7 separate regions of the Sus scrofa genome follow, and all the other regions are linked to region 1. Evidence: chromatin contacts called from public HiChIP or PLAC-seq and promoter capture Hi-C data. All regions are on one chromosome and are shown on one strand. The core of a region is the stretch at or near the end of the contact, and the rest is flanking DNA. Distances in the headings are between cores, read along the strand shown.

What was found. Promoter capture Hi-C pulls out the DNA fragments that hold promoters and counts their contacts. HiChIP or PLAC-seq counts read pairs in DNA pulled down with a chosen protein or histone mark.
Region 2: a promoter capture Hi-C map of fetal liver shows a contact between it and region 1, with 2.9 times the contacts expected there. The contact joins the promoter of CRYZL1 here to the promoter of IFNAR2 in region 1. A contact is called at or near these places in 1 of 5 promoter capture datasets (fetal liver) and 1 of 2 datasets of contacts at active chromatin or transcription factors (alveolar macrophages).
Region 3: a promoter capture Hi-C map of fetal liver shows a contact between it and region 1, with 3 times the contacts expected there. The contact joins the promoter of SON here to the promoter of IFNAR2 in region 1. A contact is called at or near these places in 1 of 5 promoter capture datasets (fetal liver) and 1 of 2 datasets of contacts at active chromatin or transcription factors (alveolar macrophages).
Region 4: a contact with region 1 is called in a promoter capture Hi-C map of fetal liver, with 3 times the contacts expected there. The contact joins the promoter of PAXBP1 here to the promoter of IFNAR2 in region 1. A contact is called at or near these places in 2 of 5 promoter capture datasets (fetal liver and liver) and 1 of 2 datasets of contacts at active chromatin or transcription factors (alveolar macrophages).
Region 5: an H3K27ac HiChIP or PLAC-seq map of alveolar macrophages shows a contact between it and region 1. The contact joins the promoter of SYNJ1 here to the promoter of IFNAR2 in region 1. A contact is called at or near these places in 1 of 5 promoter capture datasets (fetal liver) and 1 of 2 datasets of contacts at active chromatin or transcription factors (alveolar macrophages).
Region 6: a contact with region 1 is called in a promoter capture Hi-C map of fetal liver, with 2.7 times the contacts expected there. The contact joins the promoter of DNAJC28 here to the promoter of IFNAR2 in region 1. A contact is called at or near these places in 2 of 5 promoter capture datasets (fetal liver and liver) and 1 of 2 datasets of contacts at active chromatin or transcription factors (alveolar macrophages).
Region 7: a contact with region 1 is called in an H3K27ac HiChIP or PLAC-seq map of alveolar macrophages. The contact joins the promoter of DONSON here to the promoter of IFNAR2 in region 1. A contact is called at or near these places in 4 of 47 Hi-C or Micro-C datasets (embryonic fibroblasts, omental adipose tissue, retroperitoneal adipose tissue and 1 more) and 1 of 2 datasets of contacts at active chromatin or transcription factors (alveolar macrophages).

Annotation. Positions count from the first base shown.
Region 1 is chr13:196,764,594-196,767,534 of Sscrofa11.1, forward strand. It overlaps IFNAR2 (interferon alpha and beta receptor subunit 2), which reads left to right and starts at 1,494. Exons shown (of 10, transcript NM_001204775.2): 1 at 1,494-1,571. All of the region lies in intron 4 of LOC110256370 (40S ribosomal protein S2-like), which reads right to left.
Region 2 is chr13:197,246,550-197,249,650 of Sscrofa11.1, forward strand. CRYZL1 (crystallin zeta like 1) reads right to left here and starts at 1,836. Exons shown (of 13, transcript NM_001098596.1): 1 at 1,788-1,836.
Region 3 is chr13:197,160,641-197,163,876 of Sscrofa11.1, forward strand. SON (protein SON) reads left to right here and starts at 1,435. Exons shown (of 12, transcript XM_005657147.3): 1 at 1,435-1,592. The coding sequence starts at 1,516.
Region 4 is chr13:196,369,670-196,372,651 of Sscrofa11.1, forward strand. PAXBP1 (PAX3- and PAX7-binding protein 1) reads right to left here and starts at 1,589. Exons shown (of 18, transcript XM_003132753.5): 1 at 1,109-1,589. The coding sequence starts at 1,448. LOC106505849 (a long non-coding RNA gene) reads left to right here and starts at 1,726. Exons shown (of 4, transcript XR_001300667.2): 1 at 1,726-1,977.
Region 5 is chr13:196,329,142-196,332,399 of Sscrofa11.1, forward strand. It overlaps SYNJ1 (synaptojanin-1), which reads right to left and starts at 1,371. Exons shown (of 32, transcript XM_013982569.2): 1 at 1,230-1,371; 2 at 55-200. The coding sequence starts at 1,324.
Region 6 is chr13:197,112,843-197,115,948 of Sscrofa11.1, forward strand. It overlaps DNAJC28 (dnaJ homolog subfamily C member 28), which reads right to left and starts at 1,851. Exons shown (of 3, transcript XR_002338034.1): 1 at 1,557-1,851; 2 at 1-653.
Region 7 is chr13:197,202,158-197,205,590 of Sscrofa11.1, forward strand. DONSON (protein downstream neighbor of Son) reads right to left here and starts at 2,086. Exons shown (of 10, transcript XM_013990191.2): 1 at 1,268-2,086; 2 at 427-507. The coding sequence starts at 1,576. It overlaps CRYZL1 (crystallin zeta like 1), which reads right to left. Exons shown (of 13, transcript NM_001098596.1): 12 at 3,337-3,382; 13 at 2,316-2,785. The coding sequence ends at 2,686.

The sequences.
Region 1 (2,941 bases), core at 244-2,743:
AAAGACACAAAATAAATACATAAATAAATAAATAAAAAGAAAGAAAGAAAAATTGCATAGCAGACTCTTAAATAAATACCATTATTATTTTTTTTTTTTTTTTTGCACCCAGCAAATATTTATCAAGAAACCACTTAATCCCAGCACAGTGCTGAGGGCTCTCACAAAATTCTTTCTACTGAATTTCCACCACAGTCCTTAAGAGGCAAGCATGAAAATGCCCATGCTTCCACACAAGGAAATTGAGACTCAGAGAGGTGTGGAAATGACATGACAGCTTTGGCTCCAGTCTTGAGTATGAGATACTCGCATACTTCCTGCGTTAGGAGGGGCCACAATCAACCAAGAATGTAACAGCAACTGCCCCTTTTCCAGGCTTATCTCTCTGCACAACCTCGTTCTGCCAAATGCAATCGGCAGTTGCGAGCAAAGGCAGTTCGAGAACGCCATTTCTTTCTTTGAAGTGTGATCAGAAAACAGCCCTATCTTTGCCAACCAGCTTCAACTGCAGTACCCTGAGCTGCATGGATGGGGTTCATGGGTTAGAGGGGATATGGTGTTTTGTCACTAAGTCTCACAGTTTGCAAAAGATGGCTCATCTGAGAAAGAGAGTAAAGAGTATTTAAGATTATCCCTTTGAAAATATCCCATCACCCCCTAAATTTCCTAGGCTTTCTTGGGTGGGAAAGGGGCAGAGCAACTCCAAGCCCAGAAGGATGCTTTGTAGCTGGAAATACCACATTCCCCTGCATCACTCAGGAGAGACATGGGGGCCCCGCTGCACAATGCCCCTCACCGCATATCTCACGCTTTCCTGTATTCGTACAGGCTTGCGTGACACAAGCTGACAAAAATCAGGTTTTCCAGTCTGTCTCCCAGATTATACTTTACAGAATACTGGCACATAAATATGCAGTCACCAAGTATTTGCTGGTGTATTAGGGGGAAAACTGTAATCTACATGCAGAAAACAGACATGAGATAAGCTGGAGTGATTGGACCTATGTGAGATGGTAGCGAAGTTATTTTCAGACAGCGCCCAGGGAAGGAGCCTGGCTCAGAAAGGGACGGGAAAAATGCTCACAAACTTTGGTTTATGGCTTATGGGAAAAAGACCCAGATGGAACAAGATGGCAGAGTTGCACTGACCCTTTGAGGAAGGAGAAGTTAAGATGTGGCATCTAAACCACAAGGCAGACACCAGAAAAAAAAAAAAAAATTGCGTAAGCAAGGAAATTCTCAGTTTGGAGCATCTTCTTATACTCAGAGGAAATGTTATTCAAAGTTGCAGCTAGTGAGAAATTGAGGAACAGATGCTTGATAGTTGGTGTGCAGTTTTTGCCTGTAGTCGTAATTGGCAGGGGCAGTTCCACGGCGTTTCAGAGGCCGAGGTGGAAAAGGAGGAAATAGAAGGGGCTGGGGACTGACGGTCACAGCATAGAGGCAGCCACCAAGGATGAACTGGAGCAAAAAAGCAGAACTGTCTACAAGGCACGTATCCCTGAAAGAGTATTATGCAGAGAAGCCCCAACAGCAGCGGCTGTGGCTGAGCGAATCCTGCTTGGAAGCTGGTAAGCCCCTCTCAAGCCCCAATGGTAATGATGGTAGGTGAGCAATCCGTTATCTTTTGTCAGCATCATCCATGCTAGCCTCCTCGTCGCCTTCTTCCCACATCCTAACCCAAGGAGCCAGGCTTTCTTCGTACAGTTTCTATTCTGCAGGAGGTTAAGCCAACAGAGAATCAAAACTAGGAGTTCCCGACAAGGAACGAATCCGACAAGGAACCAGGAGGTTGCGGGTTTGATCCCTGGCCTCGCTCAGTGGGTTAAGGATCCGGCGTTGCTGTGAGCTGTGGTGTAGGTCACAGACGAGGCTCAGATCTGGCATTGCTGTGGCTCTGGCGTAGGCTGGCAGCAATAGCTCTGATTCGACCCCTAGCCTGGGAATCTCCATATGTTGCAGATGCGGCCCTAAAAGGACAAAAGAGAAAAAAAAGCTAGTTATCACTATGTATAAAATAATAAGCTAGGACCGAGAGTGTGAACAGTTGTTTCTGCAGCATCTGGAGCGTGGTCCTCCGGGCATTGTTTTCTGCTTTATTTTGTCCTTGGTGGCCTTTGGAGGGGCTGAAGTAGCTCCGGAGAGGTGGGACGGCAGAGATGAAGAGTGTACACCACTTTTGCGGGTTACAGATGGTGTGCAGAGAAGTGGGCGCTAAATGCGTGCTACCATAGACCCCGATTCAGGCTGGGCGAGAAGTGTTCCCATAGGGAAGTCCCCATGTTTTTGGAAACAGATTCATTCATACAACCATGCATTTAGTTGCACACCTACTATGTGCTATGCGCTGGGCACAGAGTAATGACAGCATCCCATCAAGTTCTTGGGCGATTCTGATGGGATGCCTGCAAATGAGGGACTTGGTTGGATCCAGAGGACGTGAGCTTTTATGCAGGGGGATAAGCCATATCTCCCTAAGGGGCAAGGTCAATGGACCTGGACAGAGAGTGGTTTTAACTCTCAGTAATGGAGAGACCGGTACCTGTAGGTCAATAGGTACAAATGAGGACAGCTGAAATCTACATGGAGCAGCTGAAAACTGGCAAAGAGGTTTAAGCTCCTCACCATTCATTGGGCATTCAATTCCCTGAATGCACCAGACTTTGGGACACACCAGCCCACAAGGCCCCTCTGTGTGAGTCTGGGAAAGGCACGGTGTGGGCACCTATCTTCCTGGGAACTGGGTGAAACCTGCTGTCCCACAGCTGGACTTGAGAACCCACATACCGCCTCCCAGCCTGCTCTGCTGGGGCCTTCTGCCTTAGACATTTACCCAAGTTCTTCCATCTTCCTGCAAGGCTTCCCCACACCCCCACCCCTTCCCACCTCCCCTTCCAAACCCCACCTTAGAGATGACCGTCACAGAGTTCCCGTGTGGTTC
Region 2 (3,101 bases), core at 586-3,085, 480 kb after region 1:
GCCCAGGGTACAGTAATGGTTCAAAGCCCTAAATATCTCCTTGAGGTTTTGAACACTCTTCCTCATTCTAGAACTTTGATTTTGAATGCACAGCACAGAGCATTGTAAAACTACCAAAACAGGAGTTCCTGCTGTGGCACAATGGGATCGGTGGTGTCTCTGTAGTGCCAGGACACAGGTTCCATCCCCATCCTGGCACAGTGGATTAAAGGATTCGGTATTGCTGAAGCTGCAGCGAAGGTTACAACTGTGGCTAGGATCTGATTCCTGGCCCGGGAACTCCACAGGCCGAGGGGTAGCCAAAAAAGAAAAAAAGAAAAAAAAAAAAGATTAAAACTACCAACATATTTTATTGCAACTGACATTTGAAACTGTTTCAAATTTGAATGTCTCAACCCCTGCCATAAACTGGAGGAAAGGTATCAATGAGTTGAAATTAGGGATTAAAGGGAATAATTATACATTGCAGTGGTTGATGGATAGGATTAGAAGTCATAAGTGAATTTACTCTGAATCCTGGCTTTCCTGCTTCTTCACTGTATGACTTGGCCTACATAATTCTAGCCTCCTGGGCCTTGGATTCCATACCTGTAAGACAGGTATAATTATAGCAGGTACCTCAAAGGGTGACTGGAAGGCTTAAACAACACATGCAAAACACTCAATACAATACCTGGCATGAAATAAGTGTTCAATAAATGGCGGCTATTTTTGCTCTTATTTCTGTAAATTGAGCAGAGAAATTGTCAAGTAGCTCCAAAGCCCATCTCACAGAGCAGTAAGGGGTTCTACCAGGTGCAACCTGAGCTTTATTAGCACCTATTAATTTCTGCAGTGGGTTATTATATCATCTAGATCTGTGCTGTCCAGTAAGAGAAGCTACTAGTGGTTAAGGAGCCCTTGAACTGTGCATTGTCAGAATTGTGGTGTGCTGTTAGTGTAAGATGCCCATCAGACTTCAAAGACTTAATACGAAAAAAAGAGAGACTGTATCACGTCTCCATTTTAAAATATTTGATTATGTGTCGAAATGATAATGTATTAGATATACGGGGTTAAATGAAACACTAAAGTTAATTTCATGTTTTTCTTTTCTTTTCTTTCTTTTTTTTTTTTAATGTGGCTCCCATTAAATTTGTACTCAGCAGAGCTGATGCAGAACGTTGCTGCTCATACAACGTGGACTAGAAGCACCTGCGAGCGTGTCAGAAATGCAGATTCTCAGGACCCGCCCAGACCTTTAAGACTGAGGTGATTCTCACGCATTGCTCCCAAATACTCTCTTTAGCTTCAATGTGATGGGCAAATCTGGCCCTACAGTTATATAAATGCGAATACACTCGCTTTAAGTAATTGCTCCCCCCCCAAAAAAATATCCCAAACACAAAAAACGTAAAGGAGGAGAAAGCGGTGATCGAGAAGTAAGGCAGCAAGAAAAAGACACTCAAAGTGTAAGAACAAAAAGATGCAAGAGGGGGAAAAATCCAACCTGGGAGATTCTGTAGAAAAGACCTTTCAGACTTCTGCCTCCATAAATGTGGAGGGAGCGGCAAACAGATAAAATCTACCACCGAAACCTGAAAGGACCAGGAAATCCTCAGTCAAATTAAGTCTTAACCGCCCCTCAGCGGCCTCAGCTAAGCTAGGCCGGGGCCCAGGAGGGTCTGCGGTTGGTGCGCGACGTGAACCACCATCCGCCCCAGGGCTGGACAGTTCCACGGGCCTTCTCGGATCTTTCGCCCAAAGCCCGGTTTCCCAAGACACACAACCCGTTTCTCCGCGCTCACCTGCTTCCAAGACGCCCCAACGGCCTGCACCTCCACCACCGCCACCTTCAAGGCCTTCTGCGGAGAGCCCGCCCCCTATGGGCCAGGAGATGCTCCCATTGGTCAGGCCGCTCGTCACTCTAGGAGACTCTCCGACTCTCGGAAGCTGTAGAGAACGCCATAGCAACCAAACTTGAAACTACATCTCCCGGCATGCTCTGAGGAGAGGCATCAGGGGCTGCCAATAAATGCGTAAAGTCCTAGTTGCCGAAGGGTTCAGTTTTATGCAAATTTCAGTTGAAGACCACACCCTTCCTCATTCCAACCGTATCTCCATCACCTTCCTTGGACTACGTCCCGCCTCCCTTTTGCGACCACATTGTTCTCTCCTTTAAACCTTCCGTTAGTTGAATGCATGCTAACTAGTGTCTTTCCTCCCACGGCAAGGACAAACACACTGAAATTATGGAACAAAATCTCCACGACCACTTGAAGAAAATCCCAGACCAGAAACCTCTAGTTACGCCTTCTGGAAGGGGGGCGGGGAGGAGGAGAGTCTTGCACACGTCCTCTTTGAGCTTGCTCATTGGATTACTAGGCTGTTACTCTGCCCTCTTCCATTTTTATTGGCTCCCTCTCATTGCGTTCTCCCCTGTGGGCGGGGCTAGAGGTAAGGGGCGGAGAGGAGGTGCGGGCCCTTTCTTTTGATTGGCAGCGCTTTTGTCCCCACCCACCTGTGGGAGGAGATGGAGGGGTGGATGGGAGCGGGGTAGGCAGCCGAGGGAGATGAGGAGATAGGCGGGAGCGAGGGAGCGAGGGAGGGAGCGAAGGAGGTAGAAAAGAGCGGAGAAGAGGGGAGGGAGCGCAGCTTGGTTGCTCCGTAGTACGGCGGCTCGCAAGGGAGAATCCCGAGCGGGGCTCCGGGACGCACGGAGAGGCGGGCGGGCGGGCGGGGATGGTGTGCAGGGCTGCGGCTCCTGCGTCCCTTCTCGCGGCGAGTGAGCTGCACTGATTTGTCTGTGGGGCGGCAGCGCGGACCCGCCTGGAAATGAGGTGAGGAGCAGGCTGGACCTCGGCGGCCTGGACCCGGGAGGCGGCGGGGGCGGGGGTCGCCGCGGGGGTCGGCGCGATGGCCGCCCGGGGCGCGCGTCCCGCGGGCCAGTGCGCGTCCCTCCGGGCACCCTTCACCCTTTGCCGCGCGCCTTGAAGGCGCGGCGCTCGCCACCCCTGAGCCTCGTCCTTCCCATCCTCCCGGGGGTGGCGGTGGGGCGGCCGGCTGGCGGTCTCTGGGAGGCGGGGGCTCCGCGGCGGATAGAGGGGGTGGCGGCCGCGGGA
Region 3 (3,236 bases), core at 185-2,684, 400 kb after region 1:
ATCTATACCCAGAGTGGCTAGGAGGTCTCCAGAGTACCTAGGTTTGAGTTAAAAACGAATTAGCTGGGATACCTTCCTGGGCCTCAGTTATCTAAATGGGTACCATAACGAGAATCAGAGAGCCAGGAAAAGCCACTTCCAAGTACCTGGTGAATAAAATAAAGTAAAAATCAACTACAAAATTGGATTAAATAATCTGCTAAAGACAAAAAGGGTGCACGACGAGAAAATATGCAATTTAAGTGCCTGACCTAAAAAAACGCACAAAGACAAAAAAAAGGCCCTGACATCTTAGAAAGCAGGGAAAGTGACAGATCCAATGTAAACCTCAGCTGAAAGTGAATGGCACATGGTCAACCTTCACTCACAGCATTTAAAACCTAGATGAAAATTCCGAGAACCAAACCAGTTCCTACAGTTTCATACCGTTCCTAATACTAAATTCCCCAACCAAAGCAAAAGTGTACATTACCAAAAAGTGGCGAAACTTACCCGCAGACACCCAGCCGTCCTCGGGGATGGCACCAGGGGCTCGCCGCGCGCCGGAAGTCGGCCGAGGGGGATCCGGCGGTCACGCCCCCGCCCCGCCCCCGGCGGGCTTCGCTTCCCCATTGGCCCGCGCGGCCAGTGGTCCCTGCCTCGAGGTAATCGAGAGTGGTCCCCTCCCGCTCTCGGGCGCGGCCTGATCCCGCTCCAGAGCCGGGCTACCAAGCCCCAGCACGTTTACAGGGTAACCCTGTAGTGTCGGGTGCCACGTATCGTCTCTGTTCCGCCCAGTGCCTCCTGAGCTCTGAGGAGGGGGGCGCCGTGATGCTAAAGCCATGCTCAGTTAATTGTGTGTTGCTCACGAGTCAGCTACCTTGGAAAAGTCTCGTGACACGCCTGGCTCCTGACGAGCCCGGGTTTGAATGCAGGTCGCTCACGACCTCTGCCCTAATGCTAAAATTTAAAAAGATGAGGCCCATTATAGGATACCACAGAAGAGAGATGGGGGTAAAAACGTGTTCTTCATATGGAGGCAGACGCTGATTAATGGTCTCCCGGAATGGCTCGTCTTGCCGAAACTCGGTGCCATCCAGGAATGTTGGAAGCCCCGGTCAAAACACCATATTGCCCCCCTTGCACTCTTTCCTTAGGGAATTTAACACTGGGCGTTTAGTGACTAAAATAAGCCTCTTAAGCCCCCAAACACTATTGGACCCTGAGAACTTTAGCTGACAGAGTCGCCTCCACAGAGACTTCTCCTGTAATGGCGCCTGCGTCAGTCACTAACATGGCGGACATAGCCGTGCGCGGCGCAAACGTCAGCAGCTCTACCCCAGACGCTCAGAAACAGCAGAGGAGAGAGTGGCCGTGGCCACTGATTGGTTTAGGGGCGGAGCGTGCCAGTCCGGGCGCTCCCGCAGAAACCAATCAGGACGCCGAGAGACGGAATTGGCCGCTGCGCCTCCTCCCGAGGCATGCTGGGAGCCTGGAGGACTAGCGAGGAGGAGTTGAGAGAACGGAGCGGACGCCATGGCGACCAACATCGAGCAGATTTTTAGGTCTTTCGTGGTCAGTAAATTCCGGGAAATTCAACAGGAACTTTCAAGGTAAACGCTTCCCAGACTCTTTTGCTCCCAAGGGACCTATGGGGCCCCACGTAGCCTTCCATGGCACCTTTCTTCGGAGACGCTGTCGTTGCTCGTCTCAGGCCCCGCTACAGCCCCGCCTGGGCCTGGGATCCATTTTCCGCCCCCCCCCCCATCCGCTCCCTCCCTTCCCAGCGAGTAACTTGGGCCTTTGCGAGGTAATCCCAGGCTCCTTCTCCTAGAACCGAGTTAAGATGCTCACTCTTCTCTCCCGTTTGGTCATTTCCTACTGTTTAGCTAGTGCAGGCCTAGTTGTCCACCAGGGACGGGCCTAGTTCCTTCCTCAGCTCCTCCTCCGCCGCCGCCGCGCCTCCCCTCCCCCTCTCCGCCTCCGCGGATTTCGCCGGCCGGTGTCTTTGACCGGAAAGGGTCTCTAACGGCCGTTTCTTGGGTAATCTTAAATCCGCTTTATTTTTGCAAGCTTCAGACCATTTGGGGGTCGGGATCCTTTAATTAGATTATTTGTGTCCTAGAGTCCTGTGGTTTCCACCAGGCATCATTCTAATATTCTAATAGGTTAGAAATTTGAATTAAAATAGCTCAAATTAATGTTAGTTACTTTGACAGAGGGTTCGGGGTGACGAAGAAAGAGGATTTTGAATTACTAGTAATTTTTTAATTTAGCAAGCGCAAAGTGGACTTTGTGAGTAGGTCTAAATTTTTTTGCTACCCCTGCCCTAGTTGACCTATTTGACCAACAAGCTCCTTTTGTCATTGCTACGTAGTTTACCCTTGGTTCTACAAAATTTGAACAAGATTTCTGAAGAAAGAGTTGTTTACACAGGAAAATCGCCTGGGTTCTGTTATTCAGTGGTTGTATTTATGCTTTGTGTAACATACATATTTGTTCCGAGTTCATATGTATTTATAGTTGATTTTAAAGTTAAGAGCAAGAGCCAGACGTAAGTGGATTTTAGAATCAGTCGAAGACGAAATTGTAAATAGCGCTCAGTTAACAGGGTTATTGGGGCACTGATACGTTGTAGTGCTAGAATATTTTTTTTTTTTTTTTGCGGGATATATTGTTGTTTAAGTGGGACATATATCCGCTCATTTAATTGCTTTTAAATATTTTATTAATGTGGTTATTTTTAGGATGATAAACGATTTGAACTAAGGTGATACGATTTTTTAATAGTTGGATGCAATAAGTAGTTATGGTGGCTAATTGTCCTGTCCTGTTTCTATACCTTTTAAAAGTCAGTTTTGTATTAGTTTTGTTGTAGTAAAGGAGAGAAAATTTAAAGAACACGTATTATTGATCTTTATGTTTTTCAAGTGTACCGAATATCGTGTTTTGTGAAATGTGATCATCTTTTTTTTTTTTTTTGGCCTATATATTGTGAACCAGTTTGTCTTTTATCACAGTCTCAGTAGTCTGGAACATTTTTCATGGCTCCCTAGAATTCTGGTCTAGGAATGTGTTGGTGGATATTTAGGTGTTTTGAAATTTCCACCCCTTTTCAGTAGTTTAGTAAACATCTTGATAGCCTTAAGATGATCACTTTCTCATAGACTGGTGTTTTTTCCAGACCTACTTTTCTAATTTTTAAGTCCACAGCTTATTTTTAGTAAGGTAAGCACTTTGTAAATGCTTAGGAAATA
Region 4 (2,982 bases), core at 339-2,838, 390 kb before region 1:
TGGCAAGTCTGAGTAACTCTATATCAATCACAAACTGACATGTTGTTATTTCAATACTAAGCTGAGAAAGAATCACTTTTCAAAAACAAGTTTTGATGATGTGGCCATCATCTTTAATTTGAAAACGTTAAAGTCAAACAAAAATACTTTAGCAAATTGTTCCTGTATCACCAAAAACAAAAAAATGGCTGGACTCCTCTCCAAAAAAAAAAAAAAAATCACACAAAAGCCAAAGACAAACTGCCTATTACTAGAAACAAGAAAGCGTTCCTGCATCGAGATGTGAGATTTACAAGTCTTGATTTCGTTTTTTACAACATACACTTAATTGGGTTATATTACACACTCAACAATTTGGCAAGTGAAATGACTTACGGCTCATTTAGGATCAGAAATCTAAATCCACTGCAGCCTGGCCCCTCACACCGCCTCGCTTCATTGTCCAAGCGTCAATTTGAGGAAGCCTGCACGTTTGTAGCCCCATTCACTTTCATGGGTAAACTGAGGCTCGGCGATCGCCAGGGACTAGTTCAAGGTCACTCAGAACCAGTTCTTCAACCAGAGCTTCTGTTCCCAAATCTAGTACTCCTCTTTACACACCCTGCCTTCCTGAGCAAGGATGCCTGACAAGGACCAGGAGACCAAGAGACCTACCTACTGGGTACAGTGACCTGGGTCACTACTGGGTACAGTGCATATACCACTGGGTACACTGACCTGCAGAGGGCTCAGAGAACGTGCCAAGAGCAGTCAGGGGATACGACTCGAGTTCTCCCTAAAACACACCTGCCAGGAAGAGGCAGAGTAGGGAACACGGAATTTTTTCTTGAAAAACTCTAAATGACTAATCTGAGATCCGGCCCCTCGGAGTAGAAAATGTTCGAGACGACGAAAAGGAGGCGGTAGTTAAGAAAAGGTTGGTGGCGGCGCAGGAACGCATCCCCTGCCAAAGCAGAAGGCCGGAGGCGGGGAAAACGTACAGCAGATCCGGCGGGAAAGGGCTCCTTTCTCGGGGGCTGAGGCTGAGCGTCAGGGGAATGCGGAGACCCGCGGTCGGGGCCGGGGAAACGGATGTCGGGGTCTGGGGGCGCTGAAGCGCGGCAGTTACCTTCGTCCTCGTCCTGGAAGCTGAGCAGGCTGGCCCGGGGCACCTCTTTGTTCTCGCGCGGCCTCTTGCGCGGCTTCAGCCCGTTGCCGGGCTCCGCGCCGCCCGGGAAGCAACCCCCGGCCTCGGTTCCGGGGCCAGGAGCCAGCGCGGAGGGTGGCGGCGGCAGCCCCGGGCCCAGCAGTGACTCCCCCCCGGGGGCCCTGTCGCCGGGGCCCGGCTCTTCGCCGGTGCCCGGCGGCGGCAGCAACGGTGGAGGCTCCTGCTCTTCATCACGCTCTCGCTCCTCCTCCTCCGAGTCATTCCGCTTGCGCACGTTCACTCGCCGGGCCTTTCGGAACATGCCTGCGGCCCGCACCGCGGTCGTATGCCCACTCCTACACGGCAGCCCCGGCAGCGCCGAGCTCGCGACAGCGCGCACGCGCGCTCTCCCGAGCTCCAGCCAGGTCCAGTCTTTGCCCCAGCTACCGCGCACCACCGAACCCGCATGCGCTCCGCTCTCACTACGTGGAGAGAACACCGCCCCTCTCGCGAGAACGTCAGCTTTTTGCACTGCCCTCTGTCGGCCTGGAGGACTATTGGCAGGCAACTCTGGGACTCTAGTGCTCTCCGACGGGTCACAAAGAGGATCATAGAGACGAAAAGAAAGAGTAAACCCGGCGTCCCTCAGCCCAAGGTGCTGCAGTGCGTCTTCCGCACTTACGCAGACTAGTCACGCGAGGAAACTCCCGCCAAGCGCTGAGAGAGGCAAATACAAGGGGGAGGGGGCGGGAGGCGGAGCGAGAGGAGGAGCGGGAGGAGGAGCCCGAAGGTGAAGCCTTTGGTGAGGGTGCGTGGAGCCCAGAGGGTGTGCTGAACTGAGGTGTTGTATGGTAATTATTACTAACTCTGTTGAGTAACACTTAGTATTTCTGCAGCTTAATGGCTACAGAGAACTTTCAAAAACAGTGAATTTCATTTATGATCAGATATTACCTGGCCTGATGTTTTTAGCCCCCCTCCCTCTAATACAACGAAAGCAAAAGTGTTTTGGTGTTTTCCAAAGAATGCCAGGTTTGCTAGGAGTTCTGACACATGGCTGATTTCAGAAACGGAAGGAAAAATCGACTTGAGGACTGGGGATGGTTGTGACACATTTCAGCCTTGTGCCACAGAGGTTAACAAACTTAACTGGCAACGGTGGATCCGGGTGTTTGAAGTTGAACTCGCAAGCTTACTCATTGTATTAGCAAACACAGGGCCTTTTCCTTCACTCATGTGTGTAAGTGCGAATTTGTTGTCATGTCTCAAAATTTAAAAGGTAACAAAGGACATTCATATAGTGAAACAAACAAACAAACCATCCATCCCTAGAAGCCCTGAAGGTTGCAGGCAATGTTAAAAGTTTCTCACGATCCTGCAGAGACAGCCTATGAATGTAGAAGCAAAGATGTATATTTTTGTGAATTACCTTTTTCCCACAGTGTGCAAACAGTGCATTTTAGTCTAATTGAAGATCAGTTATATTTGTATGTAAAATGGTGTCTCTTCTTTTACCCAGCTGCATAGTGATCCATTGTTTGAAAGTACCATAATTTATTTAGCCAGTTGCATAAAAAAATTGGTATTAAAGGAGTTCCCTGGTGGCCTAGCAGTTAAGGATCCAGCATGGTCACTGCTGTGGCTGGGGTTCCATCCCTGGCCTGGGAACTTCCACATGCTGTAGGCGTGAGAGGGGTGGGGGAAAGGCATGAAATTTATTTCCAGTCTTGCTATAATTATCAATGCCACAACGAAAAGCTTCAAAAAATGATCACTAGTAGCATGAACTAGATCTCAAGGTATGCAGTTGTAATTTTGCTAATTCTAAGTTGCTGTTTTTAACAGCTGTGCCAATT
Region 5 (3,258 bases), core at 121-2,620, 440 kb before region 1:
ATTATTTCAAATCAAAACAGACCATCATCAGCTGGGCTGTACGAGATGACTTACAGAGCACGGCTACAGCCCCAGACTCGAACATGAGACATTCTTCCTTATGCCTAGTTTCCACTATGAGGCTGAAAGGTGGGGGATCCAATTTGTGATAGATCCGAAATCCTTTGCTGAACGCCATTCTCCTTTCTTCAGAGGCAGCCCTGTGAAAACCAAGCAAAAGCAAAGCAAATGAAGCTAATGTTTCTTTCTGCAGCAAGGACTGCAAGGCATCCAGAAGTCCCTCCCTGCCAGGTTTTGATGGGGGGTGGGGTGGAAAAAAAAGGGAGCTCGGGGAGAGAATGGTTTATTCCAAAAGATAAGTCGTCACTTAATTTTACAGAAAAGCAAGACGAAACGGCACCAATTCTCAGCGCAAGGCAAGTCGGGGTTTTATCACTCCAAGCCCATGAACGGCTTGGTTAAGAGGAGTTTCCCCTTTAGTTTATGTTTACCAAAAGGAAAAAAATTGAGCGTATTTCGCTCGGAATTGTTTATCAGCTTCCTGCTTCAGGATTTGTCACTACGTTAAAAGGGAAACGGTTCGGAAACTTCAGGCCGAAAGGGGGAAAACGAGACGTAGGTGGGAAGGTTACCAAGGCGGATTCAAAGCTCCTTAGGGGGCGAGAAATGGGAAAGGATTACCCGACTGAACAAGCTCTCCCGGGGGCGGCGGTGAAGGGCAAGGAAAGCGACACAGGTTACCGCCGCCTCCCGCCCAGCCCCAGGGCACCGCGGGCTGACCGGTCCGCAGGCGGCAGCCGGTAAATATGAATGGCCACCCGGGAAGAGTCACGACTCGGGACACGGACCCGACCGGGGCTCCTCGGGGGTCCCGGGCAATCGACCGTCAGGAAAGCGGCTCCTTCCCAGGGGGACGGAAACGACGAGCAGTCCGTTCCCTCCATTATACGCCAGAAAAGATGACCCGGCGCCCATACTAATCGGTGCCTTTCCTGCGGGCAGGCTGACAGCCGCTGTCACCTCAGCCCCCCGCCCGACGCGGCGCCCTCACAACCAGTGGGCTCCCAACCACCCTGCCAGCCCTCCCATACCCGGCAGCCGGCGGTCGCCTCTCACCGCTCCCGCCCAGGCTGCGGAGGCGGAGATTGCTCCAGGAAGCGCCGGCCCGCGAGCCCCGCAGCCGGTGGGTCCGGCCGCAGCCGCTCCCCGCCCTCCGCCAGCCGGCTCACCTCTTCCTCCGGCTCCTCCTCCTCCGTCTTCCGCAGCCGCAGCCACAGTCGCCGGAAGCGTCACTTCCGTTCCAGCAGGTCCATCTCTTCCGCATTGCGCCGGGGCCCGGGGCGGAAGGCCCGCCCCTCGCAGGAAAGGGGCGGGGGCGTCCGGGGGCCACGCCCACTCGGGGGCCGCCCGGCGGGCCAGGTAGTGGTGGGTGGCCACCGCCTCCAAGGGCACCAACCTTCGCCGCGGGCGGCGTGTACCCCAGGCTGCGGCTGCAGGTCCCACCGCTGGTGATGCGACGGGGAGAGGGAAGATGCGTCCTTCTTGACCCCCTTGCGTGGGCTTTTCAGAGCTTACCAGCCCTCCCTGTAGGCTCCAAGGAGGGACTCTGGGGAAAAGCTTTGGGAGCTGGATATTGATACGTGCCCAAGATGGGTGTCCCGACCACCCCCTGCGGCCCCCATCGGCGTAGACTCGGGGGAGGCCTCGGGACAGTCAGCGCAGCAGGCTAAGAGGGCAAAGCCTGAAGAGCTGTCCATGGTGTCTCCCTGCGAACAGCGCCGGGTTCTTATTCTGAGCGTCTCGGTAGGAAGCAGGAAGAAAAACTAATTCCGTTTTGGAACAACCTTGCTCGTTGCCTTTTCATTTGCTGTGTTCTGGAGCTCTCAAGAGTACTATAAAAAAGAGTCCTCAACTGTATGTACAGTGGAGAGAATAGGAAATCGCTAGCTAGGATCTCAATACTCAAACATGGCTGGCTGGACTGAGGCCAAGGCAGCTATGGTTGTCACTGAATAGCGAATATTTTGCTAACAGTGTAATTTCATAACTAAAGAATCTTCCCCTTTCCTCCTATCTTCATTTTTCAACAAATCATGCATCGTGGCTTATATCGTTTTTTTCTACGGACTTCTTATTCCGTTTCCACTTAATAAATCTAAAAATGATCAAAACCAACAGGGCAAAAAGGAATTGAAAAACCCGAAGAACTCAGCCCCCTGGGAAACTGTTTCCACTTGCCTTTGCTTTTTCTTTATGTCTTCCCCTTCTTGCTTTACCAACAGCAAAAGCAGAATTTAAATTTAGTATATTGCACAAGATCATTTCCCCCTCTGGGCCCTGTCACATGGCTTCACATTTCACTTTAGAGAAGCTAGAACCCACTCTGGTTTCGGGATACTAAAGTAGCTGTCATTCATTAAAAATGAAGCCACGACTTTTCTAGAAGGTGATGGCAGACACTTAGCTTTAGTTCTGAGAAGTGGAGAGGATTTCTCTTATTCAGTACTACTCCTTAGAAAAACTGTTTTGCTCAACTGGTGGTTACTGACAGCAGCCTCGGAATTAATGAAGTTACTCTACTGGTCTATGGTTACTTCTGCCCCTCACGTGCCCCCTTCAGAAGAATCCATTCCAATTGAAGATGACATTGGACAGAGAAAACAAAATGGGAGTGGGCGAGAATGGAATTTTTCTTATTGCCTTTTCAGGTATAATACTTCCACAAGGAATGCCAGACAGGTAAGCACCAAAACAACAACAACAACAACAAAAACATAGGGAAGGTTATAGCTTCAGGACATACGTTGGTGTTATCGAGTACATTGCCTGGAAGTTGCTTTTTATGACAACTGAGACCCAGAAAAGTTAACTTGTTAAAAATTATTCAGTTTCAAGTGGAGTTGGGACTGCAAACCCAACTTGCCCACACCGCATCTTCCAGTGCACCTGTGTCTGTGTGTGCGTACAGCAGGAACCCCTCCTTTCTCAAGGTGCAAAATAGTGTTGCTATGCCCTTTTAGAAGCAAATGTTCTGCCTATTCCTGGTGTCTTTTGATTTTAAACTAAGGAAATTTAGGTCAGCATTTCTTGGTTCTAGGTCTGAATTGCTGCTCCTTCCTTCCAGTTAAGCTGGAGAGTAAGTCAGACTCTTATTCCTAGAGCTGTCAATAGAAGGTCACGGATTTCCCAAGTCCTTTCAAAATGGATCATTTTAGTCATGAAATAAACACCTTCCCACGGTTTAAGGGCCATTTTATG
Region 6 (3,106 bases), core at 601-3,100, 350 kb after region 1:
GATCCTCCACTAAACGCTCTATTGCTTGAGTTATCTTTTGTTGTTTACTGTGTCTTACATCTTTCACAGTTACACTGTCAGTGAAATACTGGCTTTGCAGCTTCTGCTTTTGGTATTCCATCACTTGCTCAGTTGCACGGTCTGCTCTAAATTGCCTATATTGCTTCTCGCGTTGACTTGGCGTCCCAAAACCAATACCTTCAAAACTTAAATAATGCCGGTGTTGGGGTGTTTTATATTTGAATTTTTCTTCATCTTCCTCGTCTGCTTCAACTTTACTCTGCCTGGCATTTGTTTGTTCAATCACGTGAGAAAGCACCTTCCTATAAGCTTCTTCGATCCTTATAAATGTTGCAGAATCAGCAGTACTAGAGCCACCATCTGGATGGTATTGCTTGGCAAGTTTACGAAAAGATTCCCTGACATCATCTGCAGAGCATCCTTCATCCAGATTCAGCAGCCTATAATATTCGCTCATCTTCTTTTTGGATTTATAAGTTGACATCATTCTAGTTCTAAGCACACCAAGATATGGACCCATGTTCATTTGATGAGGAATCATTGAAACGTTTATCAGATGAGATCTTAGGATTCGAGCCATCACTACATACACTGTGTTCATTATTGTGCCCAGATTTCTTCCTAGCAATGATCTATAAAACGACAACAAATATTGGGTGAAGAAAGTTGTATTATCAGCTAAATCCATATTTTCAGCAATAAGGATGAATTACGAGTACAATACTTCTTTCTAATGCTGCTGCCAAAATTCTTACAGCTTTATTTCATTTGTTCAGCAGAGAAATGGAAGTTAATGATGTCTTGCGTCAACATATTGTGATGGAATCTAGATTCTACTCTGTACTAACCACAGAATTTTAGAGCTGGCAAGTTCTCAGAGATCTAATCCAATCTTCTCATTTTATGAGAAAATGCAGGCCCAGAAGGTTAAGCAACACAACCAAATCACACAGCAAGGTGTAAGCAAAATAGTTAGGGTTAGGGCACAACAAGCCTCTTGCATATTTGTCCTCAGCAAATTATAAACGTCAGTAGCACCACTATTTCTTTAGTGAGTGCATCATTGTCTTTATTATCCCAAGGAGTCTTCTCATGAGAAGACTTACATGAAACAATTAGAACAAGTGACTGATTCTGTACCTACTCTTGACACTAAATTGCACAGAATCAAGGGTCCAAAAGACTTTAAGCTCTACAGCGTCTTAGGAAGGAATAGTCTGCTGCAAGCCTGAAAGCCGAGATGAAAGGTGAACTCTCTCAGTATACTGTTACCTGTTTTTGTTTTGTTTTGTTTGTTTTTTAAACGCACAGCATAGTAGAAGAGAAAATCTTCTATATAGAAAATGGCAATGAAATGCTAGAAGTGACTTAAAAATAGGATTTTGATGTATAAACGCTAAAATTCAGCTCCTGGGGACTCCAATTTTCTATAAAAATTGGGGTCAACGGCTTTCAGACTTGACTGGGATGGGTGGCCGTCGCGGAAGAGAAGTCAATCTCGACACAGTACACGCCGGGTCCCGCCCTCTACTCACCTTCTCAGACCCTGGGAAGGGGCTCTGCGGCTCCCGCCCCCATGCTGAGCATCTGCGCATGCGTGCGAGGGCGGCCCTCCACTCCCCAGCTGTCTCCGCCGCTGGACTAGACCATCTGCCTTTTTACGCTGAGGGAACCCTCAGGGGTGCGGAGGGCAATGTGATACCGAATAGAGACAGATGTCCTACCTTACCAGGGGACCCCAGAATCTCTTTTAAAACAAACTCTTCCCAAAAGGACACAAGCAGGACAATTTCGGGACGCTCCGCCCCGCCCCGGGCAGTCGACTCCGCCCTCCCCACCCCTAGCGGGAGGTGGGTCGGTCGAGTGGATTCTGGGAAATGTAGTTCTCCAGGAGGACCCCGCCGCGCGCCTGCGCCTTCCGGGAGGGAGGCGGGGCGGTGAAAACGTCTACACCGCCGGAGGGGAGATGAATAGGATTTACCATAGCGTTTGGTCAGTGTCGAATGCGACCCTTGAAGTGCTAATGGTTCGGAGGGCGCCGGTCCTAGGTAACTTGTTTTGAAGAGGGGATGACAAGTCCTTTTCCCCCCGAATAGGACCTGAACAGCTTTTTCAGGTTTGCAGCCAAGGACACCAGCTCAGAGACGAGGAAATACTACCTGGCCCAGAAAGTCTAGGTTAGCTCGGTTGGTTAGAACGTGGTGGTAATAGATAACCCAGGTTAGAAACCTAGTCTTTCGTTAGTTCAGGAACTTAGTGAGCAGGTAGGTCATTTAGCCAGGCATTGATAGAGAGAGGGTGAGGACGGTCGAAGACAAAGTTAAATAAAGTGTTTTCTCGCTTTAAGTTCAGTCACTGTTATGGGGATTTACTATTTCCCCCTTCTGCACAGGGTAAGTTTTTAAAATAGGAAAAAGCAAGAAGAAGAAAAGGCGGGTCAGACCTGAGCTGAGAACTGCTTTTCTCTGTGTCCGTTTATCTGTAAAGTGAGGGTACCAGCAAATGGTGAACGTATTTAGCACTCAGTTTTTGCCAGGCACTGTGCTAAATGCCTATTTATGTAATCTTTTAAAATTCTTGCAACAGCCCAATGAGGTAAATGCTATTGTTTTCCTCATTTTACTTATGATGAAATAATAATTGTGTAGCACTCACTGAGTTTTTGTGAGATTTACACACTGTATGTAAACCACTTTGCATAGCGCCTGGCACATTAAATAATATTTTGTACTATGACTACGTTTCTTAAAAGAAGGCAGAAGTAGGGAGTTCCTGTTGTGGCATAGCGAAAACGAATCCAGCTAGTATCCTTGAGGATGTGGGTTCGATCCCTAGCCTCACGTAGTGGGTGCAGTGGGTTAAGGATCCGGCGTTGCCGTGAGCCGTGGTGTAGGTTGCAGACACAGCTCGGATCTGGCGTTACTGTGGCTCTGGGGTAGGCCAGCAGCTGTAGCTCCAATTCAACCCCTAGCCTGGGAACCTCCATATGCCTCGGGTTCGGCCCTAAAGAGCAAAAAAAAAAAAAAAAAAAAAAAGTAACTGCACGTACTATGCCCCTTTATCCCAAAGTACTCAGTATTTGTTT
Region 7 (3,433 bases), core at 836-3,335, 440 kb after region 1:
AAAAAAAAAAGAAAGCAAGCAAAGAGTGTTTTGTGTGCGTGGTGGTGGTATCGAGGTTCAGTGATATGCCACAACTGTGTTGCTAATCTGGGGATTTGGTCTGAAGATTCAGTGAAGGATTAAAAGTTAAAAAAGCAGCGAAGCCTGGAGAGGTTAGCTCTGAGTGATGAGCTAGACTTCTTAACTACCTACAGAAGAGTTAGAAAACTACAGGGGTGAAAGGAAAACGCACATTTATGCCTAGTTTAGCACTGGCGCTGTTATAAAGAAAACTACCACACACAAAGCCTTGAGTCCTTTACCATCATTTCAGTCCTGGTGGAGATGATCACTCTCTGTGCAGCCATTTTTCAAGTAAAATGCTTCTGAGAAGTATGGATTGATATTATAAGAATATACACTCTGAGGACATTTAAAAAGTATTACCTGGAGAAATTCACTAATGGCTCGTCTTTCAGAAAACTTTTCTTCCCATAGCAAATCATTTTCTTGATTAGAATCTAAACGCTGAAATTAAAAAGATGGTCCTTTTCAATCATAAATGACGCTGTAGTTTGCTTTAAACACGTAGAGCCTCACCTGGCCTTCAAGTTTCTCAATAAATCCGAGGGCAGGAATTCACATGCACCCAAATCAGTGTATCAGTATTTCACTTCAAATTTGTGTCTGAACTTTACTCTCAAGACGGAAGCGGGGGAAAGGCAGGTAATTTGCACAACTCATAACGCAATAATCAATCATCTCAATTCAAAAGATCCAAAAGGTTTTGGGCTAAGACAAATACCAGTAAATTCTGACTCCATGAATCCTCAGTATTCCTTCAACTGCAGGATCATTTTGAGCACGTGAAAAGGGAAGCCCAGAATCACGCTGGGAAGAGCGTCTCGTAACCTTCCCAGCACACAGCGGCCCTCCCGGAGTTGTTCTAGGATTGTTCCGCGCTCTCTCCCCCGGTCTCTAACCCCCGACGGGACGGTTGCAGCCCAAACTCCCCGGGCCGGGCTCCGGACTGGACCGAGGGAATGGGGTCCTCTCCTCAGGACCCGCGGGCGCCGCACGTCCCGCGGCGGCTGGCGGAGCGCACTTCACGCCCCCCGGACCTGGCAGAGCAGCCGCCTCCCAAGTTTAGGGCTCCCTGGGCGGCGGGCGGCTGGCACTTGGCGCCCATTTCCCTCCTGGAACGCGAGAACTCGCCACCCCTACCTCACAGCCGAGTCGACCCACAAAGTACAAGAGCCCCTCGGCCCCCAGGCACGAAGACACTCACCGGGCCCGGTGCCTCCTGCTGGCTGCGGGGCGGCCCGTCGGGAGGCTCGGAGGCGGCCCGCGGCCGGTTGTCCAGTCGAGCGAAGGGGTTTCTTCGGGCCGCGGCCGGGGCGCCGCCGCCTCTGCTCGCCGCCGCCGGGAAGGGGCGGAGAGGCAGCCCGGCCGCCAGGGCCGCGCGGCGGGTCGTCTGCTCAGGCCGCTCCTTGGGCGGGGGAGCAGCTCCAAGGCTCCGGCCCCTTTTCCGTCGGAGCCGCAAGGTCTCGGGCGGCCTTTTGAAACTGGGCGAGTAGCCGGGAACTGACAGAGCCATGACGCGCGGCGAAGGCCGAGGAAGGGGAACCCGCAGCCCGGTAGGCGCTTCCCGCGCGCGCCAGCCCCGCCCCACTACGCGGCCCCGCCCCCGAGGCTCCTCGCGGCGCGTGCGCCGTCAGGCGCTCACGAGGCCCCGCCCCCGGCTTGCGCCTCCGGGGCTTCGGGTGCTCCAGTGCCCAGCGCTTCCCGGGACGCCGCCTTGGCGCTCCTTCCTGCTCCGAGGATGCAGTCGGGTCGCCGGGTGCTAAGTGGCTGGGAAGCGCGCGGTCCAAGGCACCGGAATAGCCGAGCACTATTTAAATCCGAAGCAGGGTGTGATGAGCCCCGGGCAGGGCGCCAGGATGAAAAGGAAACGTCACACTTGAGCTCGCCTCGATAAGCTTTCGGAAGTGCAGTGTTCAGGTCCAGAGCTGGAAAGAGTGGCCTGGGCCTCCTCCCCCAACCCCCCAAAACGGAGAACCCGGATAGGAAATCAGCACGCTGGCTGTGCAAGCGTAGCCTCCCGGCCCCCTTCCCAAGCATCGCCACTGCAGCCTTCCACGCAAACACTGCAGTAGCCGCAGGCGAGTTATTGTGATGGTCCTGATGGATCCTGAGGAAACCCTGGAGTGAATGAATATTTGAAAAAAAAAATTAAGTTGCTATGGGCTAGATCCTTTCAGGCTTGAAGATATATTCAAATGATTAGGTTAGGACAGCAAAGGCTTGTTAAAGAAGGAAGGTATTGAGAAGAGAGTGTAATACAAAAGTAATGTTATTTTGATACAGCAGGAGATTCCAACAGCTTTATAGATAGTAGCATGGCTTCTGCTTAAAGCAGTTTTCATCATGGAAAGAATTTTAGAAGAGGCAAATATATAGAAACAATAACTAAAAAGCCTTTTAGAATATTCCCTTTAGATGCTAATTTTAGAATTGTCTTGAGTATTTTTTCAAGTACTTCTCAAATACTTCAAATAACCCTGAGCATCTTGTCTCAGCAGGAAATATGCTTAAAAAATGTAAAAACTTGCTTTTATCTTCCTTAACTTTTCCCAATTTCCAAGGCAACTCAGGCTTCAAATACTGGAATAGGCTCATCCAACTGAGGTCTGAGAAAGAACAAAATTAAAATTGAACAACTTGCTTCTTTCTTCGTTGATTTTTCTGAACAACTTCCATGGTAACTTTTGCCTCGTATAGTGGAATAGGTTCATCCAATTGAGGTCTGAGGAAGAATGAAATTATTAGAAATGTCAGGTCTAGTTAAGGATGAGTAGAGTACATAGAATGGTAGTTGACAACTGCTATAGTTCCACTCTATTACTTTAAATAAACTTGTCTATTAATATTTCCATTGTTAAATTTTTAAGTGGTTAAATTTTGAAGGGGGAAAATAGCTATTTAATCCACTCCCTCTTTTTTGATAAACAGATCCAACTAAGAAACAAATAACAAAACAGTACTTTTCCCTCCTGCCAAGTTGTGGGTTATTTCAAGTTGCTTTGGGAGAGGTGATGAAGGCGAGTAAGGGGTGAGGTACAGTATGGAAGGGAGGAAGGAAAACTCACAAACCACTTGTATCTTAGGGAATACTTACTGGTGTATCATAAGATATGCTTTGAGAAATATTAAAGAGCAGCTATTTATCTAAACAAAATAGCAAAATATGGAGGTGACAGGTATACTAAGAAAGCTGAAACAAAAATGGGAATGCCCATTTTAACTGCCGAGGATAAAAAAATTAACTAGAACAATGAAGCTGGTCATTTAGCATACCTAAAAACACCAGTTGATAACTTCTCCATCACATCTTTTAAGATACGTAGCTGGAAAGACTGTTAAGGTGGCAACGCAAAGAAGAGAGGAGTAAATC